Linked DNA regions of Mus musculus: region 1 is linked to region 2. The links are chromatin contacts, called in public Hi-C maps. All regions are on one chromosome and are shown on one strand. Each heading gives the region's core, a stretch centred on a gene start, on an enhancer-like site or on the middle of the called end of the contact. The rest is flanking DNA. Distances are from core to core; before and after follow the strand shown. Region 1 holds the start of Pif1 (PIF1 5'-to-3' DNA helicase). Region 2 overlaps Ankdd1a (ankyrin repeat and death domain containing 1A).

The links. Hi-C and Micro-C count contacts between places; a contact is called where the count stands out from the background.
Region 1: a Hi-C map of bone marrow-derived macrophages shows a contact between it and region 2, with 45 read pairs. The contact joins the promoter of Pif1 here to the enhancer-like site in region 2. A contact is called at or near these places in 6 of 39 promoter capture datasets (the C10 cell line, cranial neural crest, embryonic stem cells and 2 more), 2 of 15 datasets of contacts at CTCF or cohesin (CD8 T cells and large pre-B cells), 4 of 484 Hi-C or Micro-C datasets (the HPC-7 cell line, bone marrow-derived macrophages and liver), 12 of 115 datasets of contacts at active chromatin or transcription factors (the 230-238 cell line, the HPC-7 cell line, the NIH/3T3 cell line and 7 more) and 4 of 9 other capture datasets (adipose tissue, liver, macrophages and 1 more).

The regions. Positions count from the first base shown.
Region 1 is chr9:65,583,071-65,590,963 of GRCm38.p6, forward strand. Pif1 (PIF1 5'-to-3' DNA helicase) reads left to right here and starts at 4,104. Exons shown (of 12, transcript NM_172453.5): 1 at 4,104-5,324; 2 at 5,935-6,067; 3 at 6,145-6,270; 4 at 6,381-6,534; 5 at 6,643-6,757; 6 at 6,878-6,984. The coding sequence starts at 4,779.
Region 2 is chr9:65,491,794-65,499,286 of GRCm38.p6, forward strand. The region is part of intron 14 of Ankdd1a (ankyrin repeat and death domain containing 1A); the gene reads right to left. Among named protein-coding and RNA genes, the nearest start is that of Ankdd1a, 25 kb to the right of the region's middle. Within about 2 kb of position 1,313, at least 24 of the 459 cell types and tissues checked have an H3K27ac peak or open chromatin away from gene starts, as enhancers often do. A contact at or near this core is called in the HPC-7 cell line, the SCID.adh cell line and bone marrow-derived macrophages, where this site is marked.

The DNA of each region.
Region 1 (7,893 bases), core at 2,854-5,353, 94 kb after region 2:
AACCCCTTCCCTCTAAATGTCTGCCTCCAATCTGGATTTGGGTTTAGAAAGAAATCCATAAGTAGCTTTATGTCTCCCTCGAATTCGGCCTCACAGCGGCGGCAGCAAGCAGAGAATCACACGTGCACCCAACCCAGAGCAGCAAAGAAGGAAGTTGGACAGCAGACGTGAGGACTCACTCTGGCTCCGCCCCTCTGCATCCGCCAATCAAGGCCCAAATGACAGAACAGCAGAGGTAGAGTGGGCAGGAGGACAGAGTCCAAGAAACACCAGAGTAGTCAAGTTGAGCTCTAGGTTTCTTTTCCTACAAGGACTCACTGTTGTTACTCTTACAAAAGCTTAGGTGGGAAAAATGTCTAACACATTCCAATACAATAAAATAGTACCTAATCTGTATTTTAGAATTCCTTGCCCACGTGCTTATTTAAAATAAATTAAAATATAAGTCAGAAAACTTAGATGCTTAAACTGGAGAGCGGGTAGTGGTGACACATGCCTTTAATCTCAGCACTTGGGAGGCAGAGGCAGGCAGTTTCTGAGTTTGAGGCCATCCTGATCTACAGAGTGAGTTCCAGGACAGCCAGGGCTACATAGAGAAACCCTGTCTCAAGAAACAAAAACAAGGGCTGGTGAGATGGCTTAGTGGGTAAGAGCACCCGACTGCTTTTCCGAAGGTCTGTAGTTCAAATCCCAGCAACCACATGGTGGCTCACAACCATCCGTAACGAGATCTGACTCCCTCTTCTGGTGTGTCTGAAGACAGCTACAGTGCACTTACATATAATAAATAAATAAATCTTTAAAAAAAAAAAAAAAGAAACAAAAACAAGCACGCCTTTAATCCCACAACTCGGGAGGCAGAGGCAGGTGGATTTCTGAGTTCGAGGCCAGCCTGGTCTACAGGGTGAGTTCCAGAACAGCCAGAGCTACACAGAGAAACCCTGTCTTGAAAAACCAAAAAAACAAAAAAAACAAACAAACAAAATTAAAACAAACAAGCAAAAAACAAACAACTAGAGAGATGGCTTGTGTTTGTTTGTTTGTTTTTTAGGACAGTTTCTCTGTGTAGCCCTGGCTACCTGGAAGGAGACCAGCTCACCTCTAAGATCCACCTGCCTCTGCCTTCCAGAGTGCTGGGATTAAAGGTGTGTTCCATCACTGCCTGGCTGAGAGATGACTTTTTTTTTTTTTAAGATTTATTTATTATATGTAAGTACACTGTAGCTGTCTTCACACACTCCAGAAGAGAGCGTCAGATCTTGTTACAGATGGTTGTGAGCCACCATGTGGTTGCTGGGATTTGAACTTCAGACCTTCGGAAGAGCAGTCGGGTGCTCTTACCCACTGAGCCACCTCACCGAGAGATGACTCTTACAGAGGACCTGGATTCCAGTCTAAGCACTCACAAGGTGGTTCACAACCATCTGTAACTAGTTCCAGGTGATCCAGTGCCTTCTTCTGGCCTTGACAAACGCATGGCACACATTCATACATGCAGACAAATCACTGGCACACAAAATAAAATGAATCAATCTAATCATTACAACAAAACAATTCCCAAATTTCACACACACACACACCACAACCAGGGATGTTGGCATCATGTATTCCTAGCTCTTAAGAGGCATAGGCAGGAGAATTGCTCGTATAAGACTACCCAGGGCTGTATCATAGCATGTCCTAGGCCAGCCTGAACTCTCTAGCAAGACCCTGTCTCAAAACCCAAAAGAAGCTACAGGCAGAGGCAGGCAACTCTCTGAGTTCCAGGTAAAGTTAGCCTACAGAGTGAGTTTCAGGACAGCCAGGGCTACACAGAGAAATCCTGTCTTGAAAAAACAAAACGTGAGTGTGTGTGTGTGTGTGTGTGTGTGTGTGTGTGTGTGTGTGTGTTAGAGAAAGAGACAGACAGAGACAAGGTACAAATGTGGAGGTCAGAGGACAACTTAGAAGAGTAGGTTCTATCCATCCATCCACCAAATGGGTCTGTAGGATCAAATTTAGGTTGTCAGGCTTGGTGGCAGGTGCCTTTAACTGCTGAACGATCACTTGGGCTCTACGGTAAAGTTCTTTTAACCTTTCTGCATTATATTTTCTTGAATATTTTCATAATAAAATGTTAGGGCACAAGGGTCTGAGAATAAGAATTATAAATTTGGGCTGGAGAGATGGCTCAGTGGTTAAGATCACTGACTGCTCTTCCAAAGGTCCTGAGTTCAATTCCCAGCAACCACATGGTGGCTTACAACCACCCGTAATGAGATCTGATGCCCTCTTCTGGTGCATCTGAGGACAGCCACAGTGTACTTACATATAATAATATTTAAATCTTTATATTTAAAAAAAGAATTATAAATTTTTGGAGGCAGAGGCAGGCAGATTTCTGAGTTCAAGACCAGCCTGTTCTACAGAGTGAGTTCCAGGACAGCCAGGGCTACACAGAGAAACCCTGTCTCGAAAAAGCCAAAAAAGAAGGAAAGAAAAAAAGAAAGAATTATAAATTTTTATCTCAGTAAATACAGAGTTTTTATGTGATGTTGTGAATAGCTTTTAAATTTTTAATATTTATTTAAACATATATGCATATGCACACACATCTATATGTTCATAGAGTTTTTCCTACATGTTTGAATGTGTGTACCAGAAGGTGTTAGATCTCCTGGAACACAAGGTTGTGAGTCACTGTACTAGCTGAAAACAAATGGTCTTAACCTGTGAGCCATTCCTCCAGTTCCAACGAAAACATTTTCAGGATTAGAGAGATGGCTCAGCAGTAAAGAGCACACATGGGTCTTGCAGAGATCTCCAAGTCCCAGACCCCACGTGGTGGTTCACAAGCATCAGTTTCAGGAGGTTCAACAGGCACACAAGTGGAGCACATGCAGGCAAAACATTCATACACATAAAGTAAAATAATTCTTAACAATTCTTATAATTCTTATTTTGAATATCAAATTTGAGGGCTGTACACTCTGATCCTCAGCGCTGACTGGCCACAGTGGTAGATGCATGGAATTGTAACATTTAGGTGGAGGCAGAAAGATCAGAAACTCAATGTTATGTCCCTGAGAGTAGCAACTTAGAGATATTTGAGGCTAGCCTTGGATATATGATATCTTGGAGGGAAGAGGGGGAGGGGAAAGAAAGAAGAAAGAAAGAAAGAATGAATGAATTTAGTTTGTAGTGGCTATTATTATCTGTAAAATGAGGTGACTGGACCCACCCAGAAGATCCCTTCCAGCTATGTAATTTCAAACTTCAGTGAAGGAAAAATAATAATTAAAAGTAAGTTTTCAAAGCTGGATCTTGTCAAGTGCTTATAGTCACAGCTATTTAGGGAGCTGAAGGAGGATCCCTTAAGGCCAGGAATTTTTAAAACCAGCCTACACGGATTTCTGAGTTCGAGGCCAGCCTGGTCTACAAAGTGAGTTCCAGGACAGCCAAGGCTACACAGAGAAACCCTGTCTCGAAAAACCAAAAAAAAAAAAAAAAAAAAAAAAAAAAGCCTATAAAATGTAACAAGGCCCCAACTGAAAAAGATAAATTCTCGGAGTGGTCAAAGCAACCAGAGGAGTAAGAATTCCCTGAGAACAAGGACTAACTGGCTTCCTTTATAACCACTGGACATCTGTAGTCTCAGCAGGGTAAAAGACAAGGGGGCAGAGAAGGGCAAAGAATTAGGGAACAGGGAAGCGGACTTGGCTGGCCCAGGGAATGACCTGAACAGGAGCCAGTGGTTCGTTCTGTGGGTGGGAACAGGGTCTCCCCAAAGCCAAGCACAGTCATGTGGTGGTGGTAGAATGAGAAAAGCAGACAGCGTAAATTGAAGGGTTCTCAAATCTTTAGAGCCGCCTTGGGTAACAATACGCCACGCGCCACGGAGCCGCAGCCCCATCCCTACCCCACCACGCCCACTCGTGGAACTCTAAAACGCACCCAAGACCAAACACAAAAAGCCTGCTTCTGGTTAACTGTCCTCAGAGAGTTGGAAAGACGAAGAAACGCCGGCCCGTAGACACGCCCCCGCCCCTGTCCCTGATTGGCTAGAGAATTTAAAGACCAGGCCGGTGATAGGGTGGTTTTTCTATTCCTAGTATTTGAATGTTCTTCCTGCTGAAGCTTTCTGCCGGCCGGTTCAGATCAGCTTTTTCATCTGAAAGCAACGAGTCTATCGGATCCTTGAGGTGGGAGGCAAAGAACGCGATTATTTTAGTGATCCTCGCTGGGAGAGGTACAGATTCGTGGGTCAGACGGAGGGACAATGGATTCCTGGGCCTGGAGGTTCCAGACATTCCCTAATCATTTACCCTTTCCAAAGCACTGGAACCACACTGACCCTGATACCTACTAATTGGTTATTGAAGGGGGTGTGCAAGTCTCAGCCTGTTTTCACTTCCAGCCAGTCTCTTTCCCATCGCCCAACGTGTGATTATTGTTCTGCTTCCTGGGTAGAAGTCCCTAACGAGTCCCCTGTTGGCCTGGGTGAGTCTCCTCAACAAGCTTCTTTTCTGAGCAGGAACACCTTTCTAATGTGGACATTGCAGGACAATCGCTCGCGAATCCTAAGTGCATGTGACCCCACCTTCCAGCAGCAGAGGACGTTTCTCCTCGCTCCAGAGTGCTTGGAATATCTTGGTGGCACCTTCTGTTACCAGTGACAACCTGTTGACACTAAGAGGTCTGGACAGGATTTCCCGTCACCGCAGCCATACCACCTATTACATCTCGATTTTCTGTGACTTATGCGCTCCGGTCTCTGCACGCCTGCAGAGGCATTGGAGATGCCTTCTAGCACAGAGGCGGCGACCGATGAATGTGACGATGCGGAGCTCCGGTGCCGGGTAGCCGTGGAGGAGCTGAGTCCTGGAGGGCAACCTCGCAAGCGCCAGGCCCTGCGCGCCGCAGAGCTGAGCCTAGGTCGAAACGAACGACGTGAGTTAATGCTGCGACTGCAGGCACCGGGACCCACGGGGCGGCCACGCTGTTTCCCGCTACGCGCCGTGCGCCTCTTCACCCGCTTCGCTGCGACTGGGCGCAGCACGTTGCGGCTCCCCACCGATGGAGTCCCTGGAGCTGGCTCAGTGCAACTGCTCCTCTCCGACTGTCCCCCGGAGCGCTTGCGCCGCTTCCTGCGCACGCTGCGCCTGAAGCTGGCGGTTGCCCCTGGGCCGGGACCCGCCTCTGCCCGCGCACAGTTGCTCGGCCCGCGGCCCCGAGACTTTGTCACCATCAGTCCAGTGCAGCCAGAGGAACTGCAGCGTGCTGCAGCCACCAAGGCTCCAGATTCTGCGCTGGAAAAGCGGCCAATGGAATCCCAGACTAGTACGGTGAGAACCAAAAAGGGAGTGTGGGCGAGCTATTATTGAGGATCGAAGAAACCCTGGAGGCCCAAGGTTGGGGGAAGATAGTCAGGAGTATTAAGGAGACAGCTGGTGATTTGAAATGCCCATCGTACCTTATTTGAATATGATGGTGAGGTGTAAATCATCCATGCTTACCCACCAGTAAGTCCCAAGATTAGATAAGCTGAGAACAGGAAACTAGGATCCTGGCCACATCCAAAGAAATAGCGGCGGAGGAGACAAGACAAAAACTTAGAGGAAAGAACGGGTATTAAGTCCCAGAAGAGAGGAACTTTGGGAAATAATAGAAAGGGATCAGGGGCAGGCAATCGTCCAATCACCTGAGGAGAAAACCATCAGGTGGATCTGACGGAGCTTTTAGATTCGATCGGGTGTGGTCACCAATCTAAGATGCCTGACACTGAACTGATGAAAAGCCAGAAATGAAGTCTGGTATCTGTCGGGACTAAGTTCGGATGACCCAAGCCTGCTCAAAGTTCCAAGTGACGTCAAGAGCACAGCAAAGGGCTGTTTTGCAGTGCATACAGACCAAGCAGCATGGCAGGAGGTTCTGACACAGCCCTGTTCCTCCCAGGAAGCTCCAAGGTGGCCCCTGCCTGTGAAGAAGCTGCGCATGCCCTCCACCAAACCGAAGCTTTCTGAAGAGCAGGCCGCTGTGCTGAGGATGGTTCTGAAAGGCCAGAGCATTTTCTTCACTGGGAGCGCAGGTAATAGAGCAGGAATAAGGTGGTGGGCAGCCCTAGGGGGGAGCAGGCAGGCAACTCTGACTTTGCCTACTACCCAGGGACAGGAAAGTCCTACCTGCTGAAACATATCCTGGGTTCCCTGCCCCCTACTGGTACTGTGGCCACTGCCAGCACTGGGGTGGCAGCCTGCCACATTGGGGGCACCACCCTTCATGCCTTTGCAGGTAAGTGTGAGCCCTTGGGCTTGGGGTAAGAGCAAGCCAGACCTGTGGCAAAGGAGGGAGAGATGAGGGGGGCTGGGATTTCAGCCCAGACTGAATTGCGTCACTCATAGGCATCGGCTCAGGCCAGGCTCCCCTGGCCCAGTGCATGGCCCTGGCCAATCGGCCAGGTGTGCGGCAGGGCTGGCTGAACTGCCAACGTTTGGTCATTGACGAGATCTCCATGGTGGAGGCAGACTTCTTTGACAAGTTGGAAGCTGTGGCCAGGTCAGTACGGACGGCAAGGGCAGTCACTGAGACCTGAGTCTGGTTATTTCCTCCAAGGGGTTTGCCCACCGAGCATCCGTCTCTAAAGCACTCCCTGCTCCCATCCAGAGCTGTCCGGCAACAGAAGAAGCCATTTGGAGGGATCCAGCTCATCATCTGTGGGGACTTCCTACAGTTGCCACCAGTGACCAAAGGCTCCCAGCAGCCTCAGTTCTGCTTTCAGGTACTGGTCACACCCTAACCCTGACCTCTGCTTGTGGGGGACTTACATCCCGATTCTGATCCTATGCTTGTGGGGGAGTCTCCTCTGATCCCTGACTCACCCCTGTCCTTTCCCCACCAGGCCAAGAGCTGGAGGAGGTGTGTGCCTGTGATTCTGGAGCTGACTGAGGTGTGGAGGCAAGCAGACCAGACCTTCATCTCTCTACTGCAGGCTGTGAGGTTAGGCAGGTAGGTCCCGGAAAAGCGGCCATGAGATGAGAATGCATGAATGGGTTTATGTTATTATGTTTGGGGGTGGCAGGTCCCATGTAGCCAAAGCTGGTAGAGAATTTGGATGTCCTTGAACCCCTGATCCTCTTACCCCTACCTCCTCAGTCCTAGGACTTACAGGCTTTAGGTAACCACACGTAGTCCAGGGAAGAGGGAGCGATGCTTGTCCTCAGGATTGAACAGTCTGTACAGGAAAACAAGGTCTGGGACAACTTAGCATAGAATATAGTCAAAAATGATATAACATCAATCAATCAATCAATCCATCCATCACTCAACCAATAAATGCTATGGCATTGGGCATTGTGGCTTACAATTGCAACCACAGGACTCGAGGCTGAGGTGTAGAAGAGTGAGTTTGAAGCCACCCTAGGCTATTTAGAAAGACTCTCTCTCAAAACAAAACAAACAAAAAAACAACAGCAAACCCACTCCTTATACCATACCTCACATAGAAACACAGGTTAGCTGGCTGGAGAGACGGTTCAGACAGGAAAGTGCTTGTTACACAAGCACACGGACCTGAGTTTGGATTCCCCAGTGCCTATGTAAAAAGTTGAGGTTGACAGCAGATGCCTGTAAATTCCTGTGCTAGGGAGGTCAAGACAGGAGAACTCTTCAGTTTGCTGGCCTGCTAACTAAGCTCCAGGTTCAGTAGGAGACCCTGTTTCAGAAATAAAAAAAAATAAAAAATAAAAAAAGAAAGAAAAAAAAAAAAGTGCCAGGTGTAGTGGCACATGCTTTTAAATCAGCACTCTGGAGGCAGAGGCAGGTAGATCTCTGTGAATGCAAGACCAACTGGTCTACATAGTGAGTTCCAGGACAGTAAGGGCTACATACTGAGAACCTGTCTGGAAAAACAAAAAC
Region 2 (7,493 bases), core at 63-2,562:
TACCTGCTCCAACACTGGGTGACTGACTGTAAGCTGCCATTTCCAGTCCTGACTGTGTCTTAGTCAGGGTTTCTATTCCTACACAAACATCATGACCAAGAAGCAAGTTGGGGAGGAAAGGGTTTATTCGGCTTACACTTCCACACTGCTGTTCAATACCAAAGCAATTCAGGACTGGAACTCAAGCAGGTCAGGAAGCAGGAGCTGATGCAGAGGCCATGGAGGGATGTTACTTACTGGCTTGCTTCCCCTGGCTTGCTCAGTCTGCTTTTTTTTTTTAAGATTTATTTATTTATTATTTGTAAGTACACTATAGCTGTCTTCAGACACACCAGAAGAGGGCATCTGATCTCATTACAGATGGTTGTGAGCCACCATGTGGTTGCTGGGATTTGAACTCAGGACCTTCGGAAGAGCAGACAATGCTCATAACCGCTGAGCCATCTCTCCAGCCCCCAGTATGCTTTCTTATAGAACCCAGGGATGGCACCACCCACAAGGCCCCCCATCACTAATTGAGAAAATGCCCCACAGCTGGATCTCATGGAGGCAGTTCCCCCAACTGAAGCTCCTTTCTCTGTGATAACTCCAGCCTGTGTCAAGTTGACACACAAAACCAGCCAGTACAGACTAATTTGGTTGCAAGCCTAACAATACTTTTTCAGACATGCCTTTGAGACTGGCCTTCTACTGGAGCCTCAGACTCCTCCAGGCTAAACTACAACCACTCCTCAGCCAGTCTGTCAAACCTGCCCTGCGTCTTCTCCCAGGCATCTTGGAGCCTCTGAAACTTCCACCCTGGCCACCCACACCTAGGCCTGCAAGGCTCAGAGAGAAGCCAATGCCAAGTTAAAACTTGGTGCACAAGATGGGGTGAGATGCTGGACTCTGAAGCATGCCCTGCCCACCAGACAGGAAGCTGCGGGGCTAATGATGCCTCTGGACTAACACAACTGAGTCTTCTGTCACCTGACTTCCTCTGGTTCTGATGCAGGGTGCTCTGTAGTAGAGGCAGACTCTGAATTGGCTGACAATGGGAGGCTGGCTGTGCCCACTGCACCCTCCACCACCAGGCTGAAGGCCTTTCTTGAAGAAGAGCTGTCTATGTAGCACATTTCTACACCTAACACAGACTAACAGATCTGCCATCCACCCTACAGAGCGCAACCCTTCCTGCCACAGGCCAGGACTTGATACTTCCTGGCCCCTCACTGGCTCTCCCAGCCTCCTCCCTCTGCTAGCCTCTGTGCCATGAACACACTAGTCTGATCTTGTCACTTGCTGGAGAAACCAACTGGAACATTGTGAAATAATGCGGAAGTAAAACCAGTTTCTGAAATTCTAAAATAGAGCTCTTGGACTGGACGGATGGCTCAGCTGTTAAGAGAGCTGGCTGCTCTTCCAGAGGACCAGGGTTCAGTTCCCAGCACCCGAAGGACAGTGTATAACCTTAACTCCTCTTGCAGCTTTTGTGGGCACTGCACACAAATGGTAGACAGACAGACATCCAGGCAAAACACCCATACTCATAAAATAAAAAATAAAAGTTAAACACTACAATTTTAAGTACGGCTTTTACTGTTTTCTGAAAAATTGCAGAGGACAAAACTTTTAAAAGCAACTTCAGTCATAGCTAGTGCTATACCTATTTAACGAGTTATATGAATGCACTTCGATATATGATGTGACCCCCAAGATTGTTCCCAACCTCCATAAATTATCTATCTTGAGACCACTGGAGAAAGTCATCCAACTGTAAGTATATAAATATATAGCATATACTTGATAGATTACATTTTGTGCTTGCATATATTTTGAAAATATATGCATGTTTTGTATTGTATTTGTGTTATGTATATGCATTGTATGTACACACATTAGATTTTTTCCCCTCCAGATCTGATAGAACCCAGGGCCTTTGCACATGCTAGGCAAACAATTTACCACTGAGGTACAAACCCAGTCAGGAAAATATTTAAATATATGTTTTAAAAAAAGAAAAGCCGGGCATTGTAGCGCACACCTATAATCCCAGCACTTGGGAGGTAGAGGCAGGCGAATTTCTGAGTTCGAGGCCAGCCTGGTCTACAGAGTGAGTTCCAGGACAGCCAGGGCTACACAGAGAAACCCTGCCTCAAAAAACCAAAAATAAATAAATAAATAAATAAATAAATAAAACAAGAAAAGCCACAGGGTGGTGGTGGCATATGCCTTTAATCCTAGCACTTGGGAGGCAGAGGCAAGCCTTGTCTACAGAGTGAGTTCCAGGACAGCCAGGGCTACACAGAGAAACCCTGTCTTTAAAAACAAAACGAAAAACAACATAAAGAAAGGAAGAAGGAAAGAAAGAAAGAAAAAGGAAGCTAGGAAGGAAGGAAGGAAGGACAGTTAGCAACCTGCAATCTGAGGCAGATTAACATTTGTTTCCCATGAGGGACAGGAAATTTCCCTCAAGATCCTGCAGGCTCAGTAACAGCAGTCCATTCCTGGGGCTGGCTCAGGGCTGGGGCTGGCTCGGGGCTGGCTCAGCTTGAGAAGTGCTTCCAGAAGAGAACACGTGTGAGGCGCCAGGCCCATTCACGCTCCCATTCTCCATCCCATTTAGTTTGTGTGAGGCACCAACATTTAAGTTTATTCTGTGGCATTAGAGATTGAGCCCATAGCCTCGTGTGCCATGGGCAAAGGTACCACTGAGCTCTGTCCTAAGCCCTTGGGGGTTTTGTGAGTCAGGGTCTTATTATGTATTCTGAATTGATGTGGAACTCCAGATCCTCCAGCCTCCTCTGCCTCTCAAGTGCTGGGATTGTAGGCGAGCACATCTGTGCCCCGCCAAGTTTTCAGTTATGGGATAGGAAAGGGACCCCCAGCATGCTCTCAGCAGCCCCCATTCCTTTCCTCTCCTTCCTTTTCCCCCACTTCCTTTTCTCTCCTGTGTTCCAGGTGCAGGATTCCCAGAGGAACCTGCCTCCCCACCCCCCATGGCCCTGCACAGACCTCAGGCACTCCATCTGCCCCTCCCCTCCCCAGCAACTATCTCCTCAACTCCCACCTCGAATTCTCTGTGGGTATCTGAGATACCCACATCCCACCTTCCCTGAGACAGAAGATAGCCATCATTCTTTGCTCCCAACCATTAGAGGATAGATACAGACTTAAAGAACCTCTGTCTTAATTAACAAATTAATAAAAGTTATTCAGATCTAACATCTCACTCCCATGCAATATGAAACACCCCTTTCCCAAATAAAATTGGTGGGTTGACATGAACTAAGTCTCTCTCTTGCTCAGACTGACCACAGAGACTCTAGGCGTCAGTGATCCTCTGGCCCAACCTCCAGAGTCGCCGGGACCATAGCTGTGCATAACCAAGAACTGTGTCTGGTTTCGTTTTTTCTCAGACAGGGTCTTACTATGTTTCCCAGGTTGGACTTGAACTCCTGTCCTACTGGTCAGCTTTACTATCACTGTGACAAGACACATAAAACAGGAGAAAAGATTTCAACTCACAGATACAGTCCGGATCTCTAGCTCCAGTTGCTTCAGGCCTGTGGTGGAGCAGAGTGTTACTCAGAAGGTGTGTGGGAGACAGCTGTTTACCTGGAGACAGCTGGAGCAGAGAGAGGGAGAAAGAGTTCCGGGGTCCTCACATCTTCCAAGGGTGTGCACCTAGTGATGGAAGTTCTCGTAGACCACACCACTAACGGTTCCTAACCATCCCCAAGTGCCATCAGCTGGGGCCAAGCCATCAACACTTGTGCTCTTACAGTGGCCACAGCTGTGTCCTACACAGACACAAACTACAGCATCTGGCCTTGGCTTCCCAAGTAATTGGGACTACAGGTGCGTGACATCATTCCTGACCCAATTGGCTGGCTTTAAAGCCTCTTTTTTTCCTTCTATAACTTTAGGTTTATTTTTTAAAGATTTATTATCTTTAATCATACGTTTGTGTGCAAATATGTGCACACACGTGCAGGTGCCCCCAGAGACCGGATCTCCTGGAGCTGCAGTGACAGGCAGTTGGGAACTGCCTGACTTCGGTGCTGGAAACTGAACTCTGATCTCTGGAAGGGCAGCAAGCATTCTTAGCTGCTGAGCCATCTCTCTAGCTCCCAAGTTGTTTGTTTTTTGAGATTTCACTTTTAGAATGACTGAGAAGGCCGAGTTCCCATCTATCTTTCTCTACCCCACCATTTGTCCTACATTATTTTGCATCTGCCGGGTATGTTGTTACAGTTGGTGAACAAACACTGACACTCCTCTCTTTCTGCCTTCTTCCGTTCTTTTTTTTTTTAAAGGATAGGCTCTGCAGAGCCAGGGATCGAACCGGAGGCTGCATAAATGCTAAGCCAGCACTCCACCAACTGAGCCACATCCCCAGCTCATACCGAAACATTATTAATAACTTAAGTCCATAGCTCACGTCAGGGCTCACAGTGTGGTATGCTTCGTGGGTTCTGAGTACCGTTCAATGTCATGATCCACTATCACCATAAAGAACAGCCTCACTGTCCCAACAGTGCCCTGGGTGTCATCTCCTGAACCCCCCTCCTCACTCCGAGTCCCTGGCAACTGTGAGCCTCTATACATCTTTTAACCTTTTCCAGAATGCTATATTCTTTTATGCACCTGCATATTTTGAAAGTTAAAGTAGTCCATGATGCCATTAAGGATTCTTTCTCCCACTGTGATGGTTTGCATATGTTCAGCCCAGGAGTGGCACTATTAGAAGGTGTGGCCTTGTTGGAGTAGGTGTGGCTTTGTTGGAGTGGGTGTGTCACTATGGGTGTGGGCTTTAAGACCTTCTTCATCCTAGTTGCCTGGAAGCCAGCATTCTGCTGGCAGCCTTCAGATGAAGATGTAGAACTCTAGCTCCTCCTGCACCAAGCCTGCCTGGATGCTACTGTGCTCCTGTCTTGATGGTAATGGACTGAATCTCTGAACTTGTAAGCCAGCCACAATTAAATGTTGTTCTTATAAGAGTTGCCTTGGTCATGGTGTCTGTTCACAGCAGTAAAACCCTAAGACACCCACCTTCTCCCTGTCCCACAGGTTCTCACCCCGAAGGCGCCATTTGTACCAGCGTCTGAGCCTCCATGTAGCTTTTATTTATGAAAATATATACAAAGAAGAAGACACTTTCTTCTCTCAAGCAGTAAGAATAGTTACACATTGATCCATATTTTGATTTTTTTTCACTTAATTGGTCTTGAAGCTCCTTCCATAACAATACTTATCTCTTTTTCACCAGCATGCACTATTTCATTGTACAGACAAGGCAGATTTTAACAACCTCCATAAGACGATCAGTTGGCTTATTTGGAAAAAAGTACGAAAGATCGGAAGCATCGTGGTGATGAAGACCTTCAGCCCAGGTGTGTGGGTGCCCCTGTGATCACAGCACTTAGAAACTGCTGCAGGACAAAAGAGAGCTTGAGGCCAACCTGGGCTACATAGGGAAACAACAGGAAGACCTCTCGATAGAAGCTGTGTGTCTGTGCACACAGGATAGACTCTTTGCATTTGGTGTCTTCTGCTGCAGGTTGACTATCACACTGGGCTGCACACCTGCGCCTGATTACTGTGCCCTGTGAGGCTGCACTGTTAGGCAATGAGGAGCAAGTGAGGTGGCCCAGTCAGCACACGGGGCAACAGCTGGGTCTAAAGCAGAGACTGTGAGGTTGCCTACTTTAAAAAAAAAAAAAAGTTAAGGGCTGGCGAAATGGCTCAGTGGGTAAGAGCACTGACTGCTCTCCCAAAGGTCCTGAGTTCAAATCCCAGCAACCACATGGTGGCTCACAACCACCCATAATGAGATCTTATGTCCTCTTCTAGCTATAGTGTGTACAATAATAAATAAATCTTTGGGCCAGAACAAGCAGGGACTGAGCCAGTGGAGTTGATTGGAGCAAGCAGGGCCAACTGGAATGAGCAGGGTTGACCAGAGTGAGCAGAGGTCCTAAAATTCAATTCCCAAAAACCACATGAAGGCTCACAACCATCTATACAGCTACAGTGTACTCACATACATAAAATAAATACATCTTTTTTTTAAAAAAGAAGTTAGAGTTTCAATAGCAGCTGCAACTGTTTCGCAGGACCCTGAGCAACTCCTCACTCTATGGACAGTGCCGGCTTCTGATACCCACTCAGCAAGAAAGCATCCAAGATCCATGGGTTCTAAGGGAACACTGATATTTGACCTACCTCCAACTATGGGTCCGGACTTTACTATCCCAAGAGGTCTCGAGCCAGTCAGTCCTTCTGGAAGTTGGACTAGAATCCCAGCACCCTCCAGTTACTTCTTTCTTCTCTCCTCCTCTTGCTCGGGGCCTGGGAATGCCTCTGGCTCAGCTGTTTCTTAAACCGTGAAGGGATGGTTCTTTTTTGGCACTGACTATCTGGGGAAACCTAGTCTCAAACCTGGAAAGGCTAACAGGTCTTCTGTGAGTTTAGTGGGACAGGAATCTAGATTGTATTTTAACAGTCTAGGTTGTATGTATGTGTCAGCCAGGTGCAATGGTGCGGACAGAGCTGTGATCCCGGCACTTGAGGAGCAGAGGCACAAGGGTTCATCCCAAGTTTGAAGCCAGCCTGGTTTATACAGCAAGTTCAAGGCTAGCAGAAGCTATGTAATGAGACCTTGTCTCAAAAAAAAAAGTATATATATGCATACTCCTATATATAACACTGTATGGAAATAACTATATGAGAAATGGAGGGGAGGAGGGAGGGATGAAAGGAAAGAGGGGCTATTAGATTAAAAGAAGAAGAAAGGGAGGAGGGTGGGAAGGACAGGAAAGAAAGTGACGGCTAGACCATCGCGGAAGGAAGGGACCACTGTGAACCCAGCCACCCGTGATGGCCAAAGCCTCTTCCAGTTTCATCTGTTTCCATTCTGTCTCCAGCCCGTGGAGGACTGTGGTGCTTTTCTGAGATGTGTCCTCCTGAGACAGCAGTCACTATGGTGACCACTGGGCTGTCCCACAATGTCTGAATTACAGTAGACAACCAAGCTTCCAGAGTAACAGCCCCTAGAGCCACATTTTCCTACTGGTGCGCACACACAAGCACACACACACACACACACTCACACTCACAAGCTGTCCTTGCCTGACCCTTCGGAGGGAAGTAGCAGGAAGACCCTTCTAGCTCTGCTGTCCAGGAAGCATGCCACTTGCTTGCCTACAATTCAGATAAGTTGGGTATAAATACAATTCAGTGGTAGTGTGCTTGCCTACCATGAACCCCAGTACTTTTAAAAAGGAAAAACAAAACCACCACTATTTTTTTTCAATAATTAAAACTAAATAAAACTGACTGGGCAGTGGTGGCATACACCTTTAATCCCAGCTCAAGAGGCAGAGGCAGGCTCTGTGATTTGGAGGCCAGCCTGGACTACAGAGAAAGTTCTAAGACAGAGAGACTCTGTCTCAGAGGAGGAGGGGGGCAGGGGACAAAAAACGAGATAAAACTGAAAATTCAGTTCCTCG